Regions from separate parts of the Pan troglodytes genome. Here region 2 is linked to region 1. The links are chromatin contacts, called in public Hi-C maps. All regions are on one chromosome and are shown on one strand. The core of a region is the stretch at or near the end of the contact, and the rest is flanking DNA. Distances in the headings are between cores, read along the strand shown.

Region 1 (6,581 bases), core at 1,546-4,045:
TTCTCAGCCCTATGGAAGTAGAGTCAAGGAAAGAGATGGAGTCTTTCCAAATCTCCATTAACTTGGAGGGGGAAGAGGCTGTATAATCCGTATATTTCACGAATGAAAACTCCCAGAAATTAGTATCTTATGCAGGTATTTTTTCCCTTTCACAACAGTAAATCATAATTTGAGGAAGTAAAAATGTCACACTGGGGGCAGTAAGGGCTCAAGCAAGCCTGGATTCAGTTTATTTTTCTGGCTTTGTCCTAAGGATGCTGCCTAACGCATGGTGGGAGGAATCTTTCTAAACAAAGAGATCCTTCTCTGCTTCGTGATAAGGCTTTTGTCTGAGCCCCCAAGCCCACAGGGACCGGCTCATGGGCATGGAATTTAGGGAGACCCACTCCACAGCCCTCACACCCTTTTTCTCTCTTCCTCAAGAGTTCTCAAGAGCAGGCAGGAAATGGAGAATTTACGAGCCTGACTTGTGGCACGGATCCACATATCCAAGGGTGTTTTGTATTTTGGACTCGCTTATCTCCCCGGGACAAAGTACAAAGATGAAAGAATCTGCAAGCCTTTTGTTGCCCATGTTTCTCCCTCTGCCCTGACTGCCTTGCCAAGATACCAGAACACCTCTCCCTGTCGGGGGCTGCCCTCCCTTTCTAGGAAGTGGACGTGCTTAGGGCAAAGCTGGTGCTGAACCCCGGCAGGGTGTATTCAGAGGAGGAGAAAACCTCAGCAGAAGCACCAAGTCCTGGAAATGCCAGCTTCAGGCCCAGCTACAAGCAGCCTGCTCCATAGCAGCAGAATAACCTCGTGTAGCAGCAGCATTCAGAGAACAGCGGGTCACATGCTGCAGGTTCAAACCGGATTCCAAGCCCAGCGCTGCTGCTTACCAACCGAGATACCTCAGGCGGTCACCTTCTCTGTGCCTCACTGCTCTCATCTGTAAAATAGGGAAATAATGGGAAACTTCCATTCTAAAATCAGATGAACTCCAGAAAGGCATCTCCCCCTGCCTCCCTCCCGCTCAGCACATCCACCCCCCAACTGGCCTGGGCAAACTTTCCTCAACCCAAAGCTGTTGAGAGAGGGACTGCCTGAGTGTTGCAGAGATTCGGCTCCCCAAGGCAGACTGGAAGGGGCACCCCAGCTAGGGAAAGGGAGGCTTATGGAGAAGCCATTAAGTGTGGTGGCTCTAAGGTTGGGCTGGGGATTCAAATCCTGGCCCTGCCATGACCTCTGGCAGGCAAGTCACTGATCCTTCACAGAAAACTGTGCCTCAGTTTTCTTTCCAATGAAATGGGGTAACAGGACCCACCCCATAGAGTGTTCTGAGAACTCACTGACAAAATATACATAAAGAGCATTTCAGGCCAGGCATGGTGGCTCACTCCTGCAATCCCAGCACTTTGGGAGGCCAAGATGGGTGGATCACTTGAGGTCAGGAGTTCAAGACCAGCCTGGCCAACATGGTAAAACCCCGTTTCTACTAAAAATACAAAAATTAGCCAGATATGATAGCATGTGCCTGTAATCCCAGTGGGGAGGCTGAGGCAGAAGGGTTGCTTGAACCCAGGAGGTGGAGGTTGTGGTGAGCCAAGATCACGCCACTGTACTCCAGCCTGGGTGACAGAGACTGTCTCAAAAAAAAAAAAAAAAAAAAAAAAAGGCATTTCACAGAGTCCAGTACATGATAAGTGTTCATGAAATTACTATTATTGTTGTAAGGGAACTAAGACATTAAGTTCTGAGTCCTAGGAAAGCAGTGTGGTGTGGCAGACAGAGTCTTGGTCTGGGCATTAGGGTTAGGCAGTATCAGTAGGAGTGGGTGGGGTGGGGTGGGCCAACCACAGAACTCTGTCTGAGGTGGGATGTTGGTGGCCTCAGGGAGTGGCCAGAAAGGTGGGAGGAGAAAGGGGTGAGTCACATGCACCTAGGAGGGCTCCAGCCCACATGCCAGCCTGTTCTTGTCCCCTGGTTTCAGAGCTTCACCATTTTCCCTTTGCATAGGCCTAGGCCAGTGACAGACCTGAGGGCTGCTCCCACACTGCGCCATCCCAGGGATTGTTAGATGGATGGAGCTTAAATAAGTTAATAAACTAAGAGTAAGAAAATTATCATCGTAAGTAACACTAACGCTATGCACTGAGACTTACTATCACATTTTTTAAAGGAGAGTTTGTCAAGGCTCAGAAAGGTTTAGTGACTGGCCGGGCGCGGTGTCTCACGCCTGTAATCTCAGCATTTTGGGAGGCAGAGGCAGGTGGATCACTTGAGGTCAGGAGTTCAAGACCAGCCTGCCCAACATGGTGAAACACCACCTCTACTAAAAGCACAAAAATTAGCCGGGCGTGATGATGGGCGCCTGTAGTCCCAGCTACTTGGTAGGCTGAGACAGGAGAATCGCTTGAACCCGGCAGGCAGAAGTTGCAGTGAGCCGAGATCGCGCCATTGCACTCCAGCCTGGGCGACAGAGCAAGACTAAAAAGAAAGAAAAAAAAAAAGGTTTGGTGACTTCCCCAAGGTCACACAGGTAGTCATTAATGGTCAAGGCTGTGTTAAAACTCGGTAAACCTGTCTAGGAACGGGGCTGTGAAGTTGTGCACGGCTCCAGACACAGAAAACAGAAGCCAGAGGAGGCTCTCCCAGCGGGCCGTTGGCCTCCTTGGGCCCGCGGAAGGCGGCCCTTTGGGAGCGCCTCTCTGCACCGTCCCAGCTCCGCTCCCCTCTCGGGGAAGTTGTGGGCCTCGGGGGCGAGAGGACGACTGCCTGGGTTGTCGTCGCCGCAGTGACCGCTAGGGGTCGCCTTGGACACGCGAAATACGTCCGCAAGCGGAGTCCCTGCGGTGGGGAAGGCGCGGGCTCTCCCAGGCCAGGAGGAGGGGGACCCACCCACCTCTCTTCTTCTGCGCTGGTAAGTCCGGGGACTCCGGCGCAGAAGCTTCGGGGGTGGGGCAGAGAGGCTGTCTGGAGTTCTAGCAGCAGACCTTGCCCCGCAACCGATTGACTCCAGGGTCCTGCCGCCCCCAAGCCCCGCAACTCCTGACTTCCTCCCTTCACCCCTCACCCCCACTGTCCCCCGTAACAGAGCCAATGTGAAGTGCGCCTAGGCATAATTTACTTGAGCACATTTCCAGGGCACCTACTGTGTGCCAGGCTCGGCCCGCGGAGACACCCGAGTTACAGGGCAGGGCAGGATCAGCTCCGCGAGGCCAGGGCGTTTTGTCGTGTTGTTCACTTGCAGCCCGGGACACACAGTAGGCCCTCCGCCAGGAGAGAATGACTAACTGGTGCTTAGCTCCTGCTCAGGCAGCCTGCAGGCGAAAGGTTCATCAGTCACTACTGTGCGTGCCCCGGGGAGGCATCTCAGACCCAGCTATTCCACTTAACCTGAGTTTCTTCCCCAAATTTCCCAAACCCCTCACAGTCCATTTCACACGTGGAAAGACTGAGGCCCAGAGGGCAGTCTATACATCCGTGGCCTTTCTTGCCTTTCTAACTGGGGGTGTCCCAGGCTGCAACACTCTTCCCCTGTGCTTTGCCCCTGGCTAACTCATGTTCACAGTTCAGGTCTCAGTCAAACGGCACCTCTTCCAGGAAGCCTTCCCTGACCCACTCACTGCAACCTGGCTAAGCGTCTGCCTCCCCTTCTAGAGGGTGAAACCCTGAGAGCAGGAAGTACCTGGGCTCTGTCTTTCCTCATCTACATTTTGAGCCTGGCTTGGTGCCTGGCACAGGGTCAGAAGCTAATGACGTTTGTTGAATGAAAAGTGGAAGGCAAGTGGCCCCAGGGCCCTGTGGGTAGCCTCCTTCTCCCTGGTCAGGGAGGCAGAAGGTGTGAGGATCCAGGTGGCTGACTTTGTGGTACCGCCGAGGCATCAGGTGGGTCCTCCCCTGCCCCGCCCTGCCTGCGCCTCTCTCAAGTGCCCATCCCACTTCCTGGGAGAATTTTGTGTCTATAACACAAGGACGTGGGTTTTGGGGTTAAACCCAGAGATTCCTCAGTTTACTCATTTGTGAGAGTGACGCAAGACGGCCTGTTTGCAAATCACTGTGAGGATTAAGTGATGTAACAGTAAAGTCCCCAGCCCGGGGCCTGGCATGGAGTAGGTACACACCAGCGGGCACACCAGCCTCAGTGCCCTGGGGCAGTCACATGGTTTCCAAGCCTCCATTGCCCCACTTGGAAAGGAGGACATGAAAGCCTACTAATGGGGAGGATGGTTTAAGGCACACAGAGCACAGCTTAGCACCTGGCACCTCACGGGTGCTTGTGAAACTGCAGCTCATGTTGAGGGAGCACTTCCTCCCAGCCAGACACTGTCCAAGTGTTTTATATGCTGGTCTAGTGTCATTCTCCCAATACTAAGGGTAGTTCCCACTCTCACCCTCCTGTACAGATGAGGCCACTCCGCTAGCAAGGGACAGAGCTGCGTATCTGAGGAGCTGGACCCTAGAGTTGCCCTGGAAACCTCCTCAGCTGCGTGTCCAACGCTCCCTGAGGCCGGGGAAGACTGGGCCTCTTTTTGGACCCCCATTGGGTGCCTGGCACATAGTAGGTGTGCATCAGAGTTTGCTGAATGGAATAGAGGCTGCAGCACCCCGTGCGCCACCCCAGAGCCCTGTGGGTGTGAAGGTAAAGGCCTGGGCCCGTCCCTCGGGGGAAGGACAGGCACCTTGGGTGGGTTGTGGCCAGGCTCTGCACCCTTTTCCAGCCTGGTCTGTTCTTCTGCCTGTGGGACCCCCCAAGTCCCCCAGGGCAGCCCAGCCTCTCCTCTCTTTCAGGGCCTTGGCAACCCAGCCCTCATCGGCTGCATGTATCCTTGGAGATGAGGCTCTGGGAGCCCAAACACAGGCCGCAGAGCTGTGGGAAGAGCCATTCTTCCCTCCTCCACCTCTCCCTGCCCCTGGGGAGCTGTGGACCTCCCAGAACCAGGCCTGCTGGAAGGAATGCATCCAAAAGGAGGCCACCGCCCGAGTTGCCTGGAAGATCAACGATGGCCACAAGTACCTAAGGGAGGGGACCGTGCCCAGGAAGCAGCTCCAGCAGGCCCCATCCAGGTCAGCCTTGGTAGCAGGCCCAGTGCCTGCCACCAGCTCCCATGATAGCAAGGAGGTACAGGTTGGATGGCCAGAGACCAAGGGGGCCCAGAACCAGCTGTCCAAGGGGGCCCAGAACCAGCTGTCCAAGGGAGTGGGTGTCCAGGACTCCCCACCCAAGGGAGACAGAGTCTGGGAGGCCAGAAAAGCAACTCAGGGGCCAGCAGGTCAGACCAGGCCGGAGAGTTTAGAAATGAGGCAGGTCTCCCCAAGAATCCTGCAGCTGCTCTTCCCAGGCATCTCCCACGATGGCCAAGGCCACGCCCTGGACCTCCAGGCACGGCATCGGCTGAAGCCCGAGGAGAAGTTCCAGTACCCAGTCATGTCATCCTAGGAGTACAGCTGGCACGTGGGTAAGGGCCACCACCATCTTGCCATTCCAGGCCTCTGGCAGGCAGGCCTGGCCTCCCTCCCCAGCCTCATCCTTCACCACCCCTCACCCCGGCTCATGGACATGGATCACCTTCCTCTGAGCACATAGAACTTGGGGATGTGCTTAAGCACCTTCACACTTTCAGGCCTTTTCATGCTCTGGTCTCTCCACTTGGGATGCTCTTCCTGCTGCCCCACCCTGATGAAATTTCACACATCACCTCCTCTGGGAAGTCTTCCGAGATGCCTCCAAGCAGATTAGTTGAGCCCACCTTCACGCTTCTGCAGGTTTTTGAGTCCACAGAAGCACTGGGCACACGGAATCACCATTCCTTATATATCCATCTGGCCTGGGGAGCCCTTTGGGTTCCAAGACTTCTTAGTTAACTTTATTCATGCCCTCCCAGCTCCCAGCCTGGGGCTGGTACTTGACTGTGGAATGAATGAAGAAATGAATGAACATGGACTAAGGATGAGAACTTGATTTGCAATCAGGAGGTATGAGTTCAAATCCTGGTTCTACCACTTCTGAGTTGTATGATCTCAGGCAAGAGCCTCAACTTCTCTGGGCCTCAATTTTCACATCTGAAAAATGGGAATAACCTAGTATGTGCCTTCCTGTGTCACGGAGTTTTGGGGAAATCAAGTGGGAAAGCACTTGGAATAGGAACTGTCCTCACAAACCCCCTGTGAGGTAGGAACCAACTGTGATTCCATCATTCAGAATGGAGAGGAGATCTGGAGTTACTGAATCCCAGCTCTACCTGGAAATGAGTCACTGAACAAAAAAGCACAGAATTGTGAATCAGTTTAATTAGGAGGCTTGGGTTTGATTTCTGGCTCATTCATTCATCAGTCTGTCAATCATTTAACAAGTGTTTATTGAGCACCTGGTATGTGTCAGACACTTACACTTTTTGTCCCTGGGCATACAACAGAGAACAAGACAGACATGATCCCTGCCCTCACCAAAGGTAGACAACAAACAGATAATGATGTGGTGTCAGGCAGTGGTCCACACTACTACAGAGCAGCCCTTTTCCATCTTTCCTATGCACAGGAATCAGCTGGGGTCTTGGTAAAATGCAGGTTCTGACTGGGGCAGGGAGTGGGCGGTGATG
Region 2 (6,581 bases), core at 1,324-3,823, 130 kb after region 1:
TCACAGGTGCGCACCATCACACCCAGCTAATTTTTGTATTTTTAGTAGAGACAGGGTTTCGCCATGTTGGCCAGGCTGGTCTTGAACTCCTGACCTCAGGTGTTCTGCCCACCTCGGCCTCCTAAAGTGCTGGATTACAGGCCTGAGCCACAACACCCAGCCAAAAAACAAGTTTTTTGTCTTTATCATTCAAAGGCATCTCTTTTATCCTCCGCTCTGAATTAATAAGACAGCATGAGAGAATTCAGGCAACTGGGAAGACACTTCATTTTCAGGGTTTGTTGCAGCAGGGTGAAAATTATCTATTGTTCCTTGAAGTTCAAAATACAGGAATTGCTCTGGTTTTCCTGGGCCACCTGGCAGGATACATTTGCCAGGCAGCTGGCTTACAGGAACCCTCTCCCATTACTGAGGGTTTCCTGGGGTGCCAGACACTTTATACCATCAACTCTTTTTCCCTCAACTCTGTGAGGTAGATGCTAATAATCTCTCCATGTGACAGATGAGGGAGGTAGGTAAGTGGCAGAGGATGCATTTGAAGCAAGTTCTGGCAGCTTCTGAAATCAAGCTGCTTTGAGAAAGATAATACTTGGGTCTATGGGGTCTGTGTTTGCTTTCTCCACCTCTTCCCACATCTGGAACAAGCCCTGTCTCCTCTGAAGGAAGAAGAAAGTAGGAACCACAGAACTGGAGAGCATGGCCAAGGTTGAGGACTGAAGCTTCTGGAAACAACACAGTGGGATTTTGAGAAAAGAATTGAGGAAGGAGATCCCCGCTGACTCAACTGTCCTGTGCAAGGCAACCCTTTGCCCCCCAACCCAAGCAAAACCAGCACATCCATTTATGAACAAATGCCTTCAGTAAATAGATGTTGGGTCACCATTGGGTACCAGGAACTGGGATGCAGTGGTGAGAAACACAGACAAGGCCCCATCCTCATGGGGGTTACACTAAAGTTTCCCTTCCCACTGCAGCCCCTCAATTGGTGGTAATACAGTGCAGTATGGAGAGCACTGGCTAGAATCAGACAGCCCATGCCACTGCTTATAACTGTGATCTTGAGCAAATAACTTAGCCTCTCTGTGCCTCAGTTTCTTTTCCTGTTGCCAGGCTAGAGTGCAGTGGTGTGATCTCGGCTTACTGCAACCTCTACCTCCCAGGTTCAAGCAATTCTCCTGCTTCAGCCTCCCGAGTAACTGGGATTACAGGTGTGCACCACCGTGCCCAGCTAATTTTTGTATTTTTAGTAGAGACGGGGGTCTCACCATGCTGGCCAGGCTGGTCTCGAATTCCTGGCCTCAAGTGATCTGCCCGCCTCAGCCTCCCAAAGTGCTGGAATTACAGGCATGAGCCACTGCGCCTGGCCTGTGCCTCAGTTTCTACCTCTAAAATGGTGATGATCATAGTAATAGCCATCTCAGGATTGTGTGAGGGTTCCATGAGATGACATATGTAAAATATTTTGCACAGTGCCTAGCACAAAGTAAGTCTTTACTTTGTGCGTCTTTCCAGGACGGCCTAGATAGAACACCTACTATGTGCTGGGAGTCACAAGGGACACTGAGAGTGGGTCCTATCTTTGGGGAGTGCTTGACATAGGAGATCTTGAGGAGAGGAGATGCTAGATATAAATTTGTAGGCTGGGCGCGGTGGCTCACGTCTGTAATCCCAGCACTTTGGGAGGCGAGGTGGGTGGATTGCCTGAAGTCAGGAGTTTGAGACCTGCTTGGCCAACATAGTGAAACCCTGTCTCTACTAAAAATACAAAAATTAGGCCAGGCGCGGTGGCTCACGCCTGTAATCCCAACACTTTGGGAGGCCGAGGTGGGCAGATCACGAGGTCAAGAGATTGAGACCATGCTGGCCAACATGGTGAAACCTCGTCTCGACTAAAAATACAAAAATTAGCTGGGCATGGTGGTGCATGCCTGTAGTCCCAGCTACTTGGGAGGCTGAGGCAGAAGAATCACTTGAAGGGAGGCGGAGGGTGCAGTGAGCCAAGATGGCGCCACTGCACTCCAGCCTGGGCGACAGAGCGAGACTCCATCTCAATAAATAAATTATAATATAATGAAAAAAATGTGTAGAATGACTCGGGCGCAGTTGCTCACGTCTGTAATCCCAGCACTTTGGGAGGCCAAGGTGGGCAGATCACTTGAGGCGAGGAGTTCGAGACCAGCCTGGCCAACATGGTGAAACCCCGTCTCTACTAAAAATACAAAAATTAGCCAGGCATGGTGGAGCATACCTGTAGTCCTAGCTACTCAGGAGGCTGAGGTGGGAGAATCGCTTGAGCCCTGGAGGCGGAGGTAGCAGTAAGCCAGATCGCGCCAGTGCACTCCAGCCTGGGCGACAGAGTGAAACTGTCTCAAAAAAACAACGAAAAAATTGTTGAATGAATGAATGAATGCATGAAGAAATGGATAACTATGAAGCACCGTCCAAGGCGGAAAAAACCCGCCCTAAACCGCACCCCAAGCAAATTGCACACACGGCTTTCCCGGAGTGGACACCAGAGGGCGCTGAGCTCGGCCGCTCTCAGCTCCGGATCAGGATTCGCGCCTGGGTCCTTAGGAAGACGCCGCGTGGTGACGTCATATCCGCCTGGGCGTCACGCTTCGTGGGGCGGGACGAGGAGAAGCCAAACGTAAAGAAACCAGGAGTTTCTCGGGCCCAGCTGTGGCTGCTGCCGGGGAGCCCCAAGCCTTGGCGGGTCCTTGCGGCGAATAGGAGTCTGGTCAGGCGTCAGGCCAGTCCGACGAAGAGTGGGTAGGTGGAAGCCCTCCAAAGAGCGGCGGTTGTCCGGGAGCCGTCTCAGTTGGCCGCGACCCGGGCGCATGCGCGGGGCGGGCGGTGCGCCTTGGGTAGCTTGTCCTCTCCGACCCCGGGCGCTGAGGGCCTCTGTACGGCGCCGCGTAGGGTCTCGGCCGCAGAACGTGGCCGAGAGGCCCGGGCCAGACTTCGGGACCGTGTCCTGAGCGCTCTCCATGCGCCCGGCGCGAGGTGAGCGCTAAATAGTGGTTGTTGAAAAATATTGAAAGCCACCCAAGTGCTCAGCAGTAAGGAAATTGAGCTTTTTAAAGTGATTGATTTAGTCCAAAAATTGTACGTTGCACGCCCACTGTGCACGACCCAGTGTTTTAGGGCCTTGGGAAACAGCAGTGAACAAGATAGCAAGATTCTTGGAGTGGACTTTTGTTGGGATGGGGAGGGGAAGTACAGATAAAGATAAACGAGTTACATAATTGTCATAGAAAAAGGCAAATGCTACGAAGAAAGCAGGGACGGGGCATGGGGGTGGGGTGCGGTGTTAGCCGAGAAGGGCACTGGGCCAAACCGATTGAGATTTGAGCTAAGCCAGGAAGGGGGCAAGGGTGTGAGTCCGGTGGCTGCCTGGAGGAAGATCTTTCCCAGCATGGGGAAAAGCTAGAGCCGAGGCCCAGCGGTGGGAGCGAGACTGGCGCGTGAGAAAGAGCTAAGCTAGGCCTGTGTGGTGGCGGGGATTGAGCGGAGGGAGAATGGCAGGACATGAAGTCAGAGGTGTAGAGGGAGCAGTCCTGCAGGTGAGGCAGAGCCTTGCAGGCTGCTGTAAGGACTTTGGCCTTACTCTGATTAAAACGGGAACCATAGCAAGATTTTGAGCAGAGGAATGATGTAGCTTGAGTAGATGTTAATAGACTCACTGGCCGCCGTAGGGATGGAGAAGCGGGGGAGTAGGGAGAATCCGATTTATTACTAATAGGTCAGATTAGGAGCATCCCTGCGCAGCCACTAAAAAAGACTGACTTTAGGCCGGGCGCGGTGCCTCATGCCTGTAATCCCAGCACTTTGAGGGGGCCGAGGTCGGCGGATCACTTGACGCCAGGAGTTCGAGACCAGCCTGGGCCAACATGGCGAAACCCCATTTGTACTAAAAATACAAAAGTTAGCTGGGCGTGATGACGTACGCCTGTAATCCCAGCTACTCAGGAGGCTGAGGAGCGAGAATTGCTTCGACCCGAAGCACTCCAGCCTGGGCGACAGAGTGAGACTCCATCTCAAAACAAACAACAAGACTGACTTTAAAGATGACGATGACAGTAACTTCGTGAGCCCACATCTGTGGAGAGCCTGGTGAACATATTTAATACCAGTCTGTACAAAATAATTTCCCAGGTATCCTCTCCTTTAATCTCAGAACAGCCTGCAGAGGGCATTGCTGTCATTTGTAAGTCTTTTTTTTTTTTTAATTGCAAAAAATACGTGACATAAAATTTATCGTAAGTAGCATTGAGTACATTCACAACGCTGTGCAGCCATCACCACTGTCCATCTCGTGAATGTTGTGTAAGTCTTCGTTTTACTGGCATCTAAGCCCTGGGCCTAATTTCACTCCCCTATTTTAGGCAGCCAGCTCCATCAAGGCAGTAACACTAAAAAACATTTATGTGCCAAGCAATGAAAGAAACAGATGAGGTTTCTTGTTCTCCCTGCCCTTCTAGTTAGGGGAGACTCTAGTGACTGGGAAAGAAGCATCTGGTAACTATTTCCGCTGTCCTGAAACCAAGGATTCTTTTGAATATATAGGCCTATACCACTATCACTTTTCTCTCATTTGAATACCTACTTTGTGTCATAGTATTACAGTATTTTTTGTTTGTTTGTTTTGGAGACAGGGTTATGCTCTGTCACCCAGGCTGGAGTGCAGTGGTACAATCACAGTGCACTGTATCCTTAACCTCCCAGACTCAAGCTATCCTCCCACCTCAGCCCCTGGAGTAGCTGGGACTACAGGCACACACTACCATGCCTGGTTAATTTAAGTTTTTTTTTTTTTTTTTTAGTGACAGGGTCTCACTATGTTTCCCAGGCTGGTCTCAAACTCCTGGCCTCCCAAACTGTTGAGATTACAGGCATGAGCACCACGCCAGGCCCCAAAGTATTAATGTTTGTTGAATGGATTGGTAGATGTAGCTCCTTGACCCTGACTTCTTTTCTCCAGAGGTCATCATCTGGGAGTGGTTGGAACTGGGTCTAACCCAGAGTGGTTTTGAAATGCTGGTCCATAGCTCTGTGACCTTGGATAAGTCCCTTTCCTTGATTGGGCCTCAGTTTCCTGTTCCCTGTAGTGGGGGATCCATATATTAAACAAATAGACAATGTTAAGAGATTGCATAACATGGGGGCTTAACTTAGAGCAGGGTGTCAGAGAAGACCTTCATGAAGAGGTGGTATTTAAACTGAAAGTTGAAGGATGAATAGGACCTATCCAGAGGGAGAGCAAGGTTGGCATGGAGCCAAGGAAAGGAACTGTCTACAGAGAGAGGAGCATGTTCTACGTTCTTGAAAGTTCAGACCTTTTAGAAGCTGCATTGAGTGCCCCTTCCAGGAATCCCTCTTCTCAACCCCTGTGCTGTTTAAGCTCAGTTGTTCACAGATAGTCTTGCACAGACCTGGCTTTTGGACTGAGAGCAGGCAGACCCAGGATGGGAGGAGATGGCAGAACGACCATCCCTCATTCTTCTCTTTGTGTTCTGTGTTGACTGAGAGTAAACAAGAAGAGGACCTTCAAATCTTAGATTTTACTCCTTTATGTCTTTTCTTTTTCTTTGGATAAAGAGGCATCGTAACTGGTCTTGAGTGGGCTCAGAGTGGTTGGAATCTCTGGGCACCCTTGGGCAGATGTTACCTACGTTTACTAAACCTCTGTGTCATCTTCTCGAAAATGGGAATAATAATACCTCTTACCTCAGGAGCATTTTGAAGACAAGCTAAGGCATGTGAAATGTTTAGCAAAGAGCTGGGTGCTCATAAGGAAAATTGTTAGCCAAAATTATGTTTTTATGTTTTAAGTAAGAGTACAGTGATTTGGCATTTATAGAATATAGAAACTTATTTTGTATTCGTATGGGTAACCTTAGTTTGATCAGAATTAGATGAGTTACTGTGCTCAGAAGTCTTAAAAACCAAACAGGAGGCCAGGCACGGTGGCTCACACCTGTAATACCGGCACTTTGGGAGGCCGAGGCAGGTGTATCACAAGGTCAGGAGTTCGAGACCAGCCTGACCAATATGGTGAAACCCTGTCTCTACTAAAAATACAAAAAAGGTAGCCGGGCGTGGTAGCACATTCCTATAATCCCAGCTACTCGGGAGGCTGAGGCAGGAGAATTGCTTGAATCCGGGAGGCAGAGGTTGCAGTGAGCCAAGATTGTGCCACTGCACTCCAGCCTGGGCGACAGAGCAAGACTCCTTCTCCAAAAAAAAAATAATAATAACAGGAAGGCCGGGCCTGGTGGCTCACACTTGTAATCCCAGCACTTTGGGAGGCTGAGTTGGGCAAATTGCTTGAGCCCAGGAGTTTGAAACCAGCCTGGGCAACATGGTGAAACCCTGTCTCTACAAAAAATACAAAAATCTGCTGGATGTGGTGGCACGTGCCTATACTCCCAGCTACTCAGGAGTCTGAGGCAGGAGGATCACCTGAGCCTCGAGAGCCAGAGGTGGAGGCTGCAGTGAACTCTGATTGTACCACTGCACTTCAGCCTAGGTGACAGGGTGAGACCCTGCCTTAAAACAAACAAACAAACAAAAAATAGGCC

The links. A called contact is a pair of places that touch in the nucleus more often than the background predicts.
Region 2: a contact with region 1 is called in a Hi-C map of stem cell-derived neural progenitor cells, with 4 times the contacts expected there. The contact joins the promoter of RPP14 here to the enhancer-like site in region 1. A contact is called at or near these places in 4 of 7 Hi-C or Micro-C datasets (blood, induced pluripotent stem cells and stem cell-derived neural progenitor cells), 1 of 1 datasets of contacts at active chromatin or transcription factors (stem cell-derived excitatory neurons) and 1 of 1 other capture datasets (stem cell-derived neural stem cells).

The regions. Positions count from the first base shown.
Region 1 is chr2:62,193,961-62,200,541 of NHGRI_mPanTro3-v2.0_pri, forward strand. No RefSeq gene overlaps it. Among named protein-coding and RNA genes, the nearest start is that of DNASE1L3, 37 kb to the right of the region's middle. Within about 2 kb of position 2,796, at least 6 of the 24 cell types and tissues checked have an H3K27ac peak or open chromatin away from gene starts, as enhancers often do. A contact at or near this core is called in stem cell-derived neural progenitor cells, where this site is marked.
Region 2 is chr2:62,320,364-62,326,944 of NHGRI_mPanTro3-v2.0_pri, forward strand. It overlaps RPP14 (ribonuclease P/MRP subunit p14), which reads left to right and starts at 2,574. Exons shown (of 6, transcript XM_016941397.3): 1 at 2,574-3,003.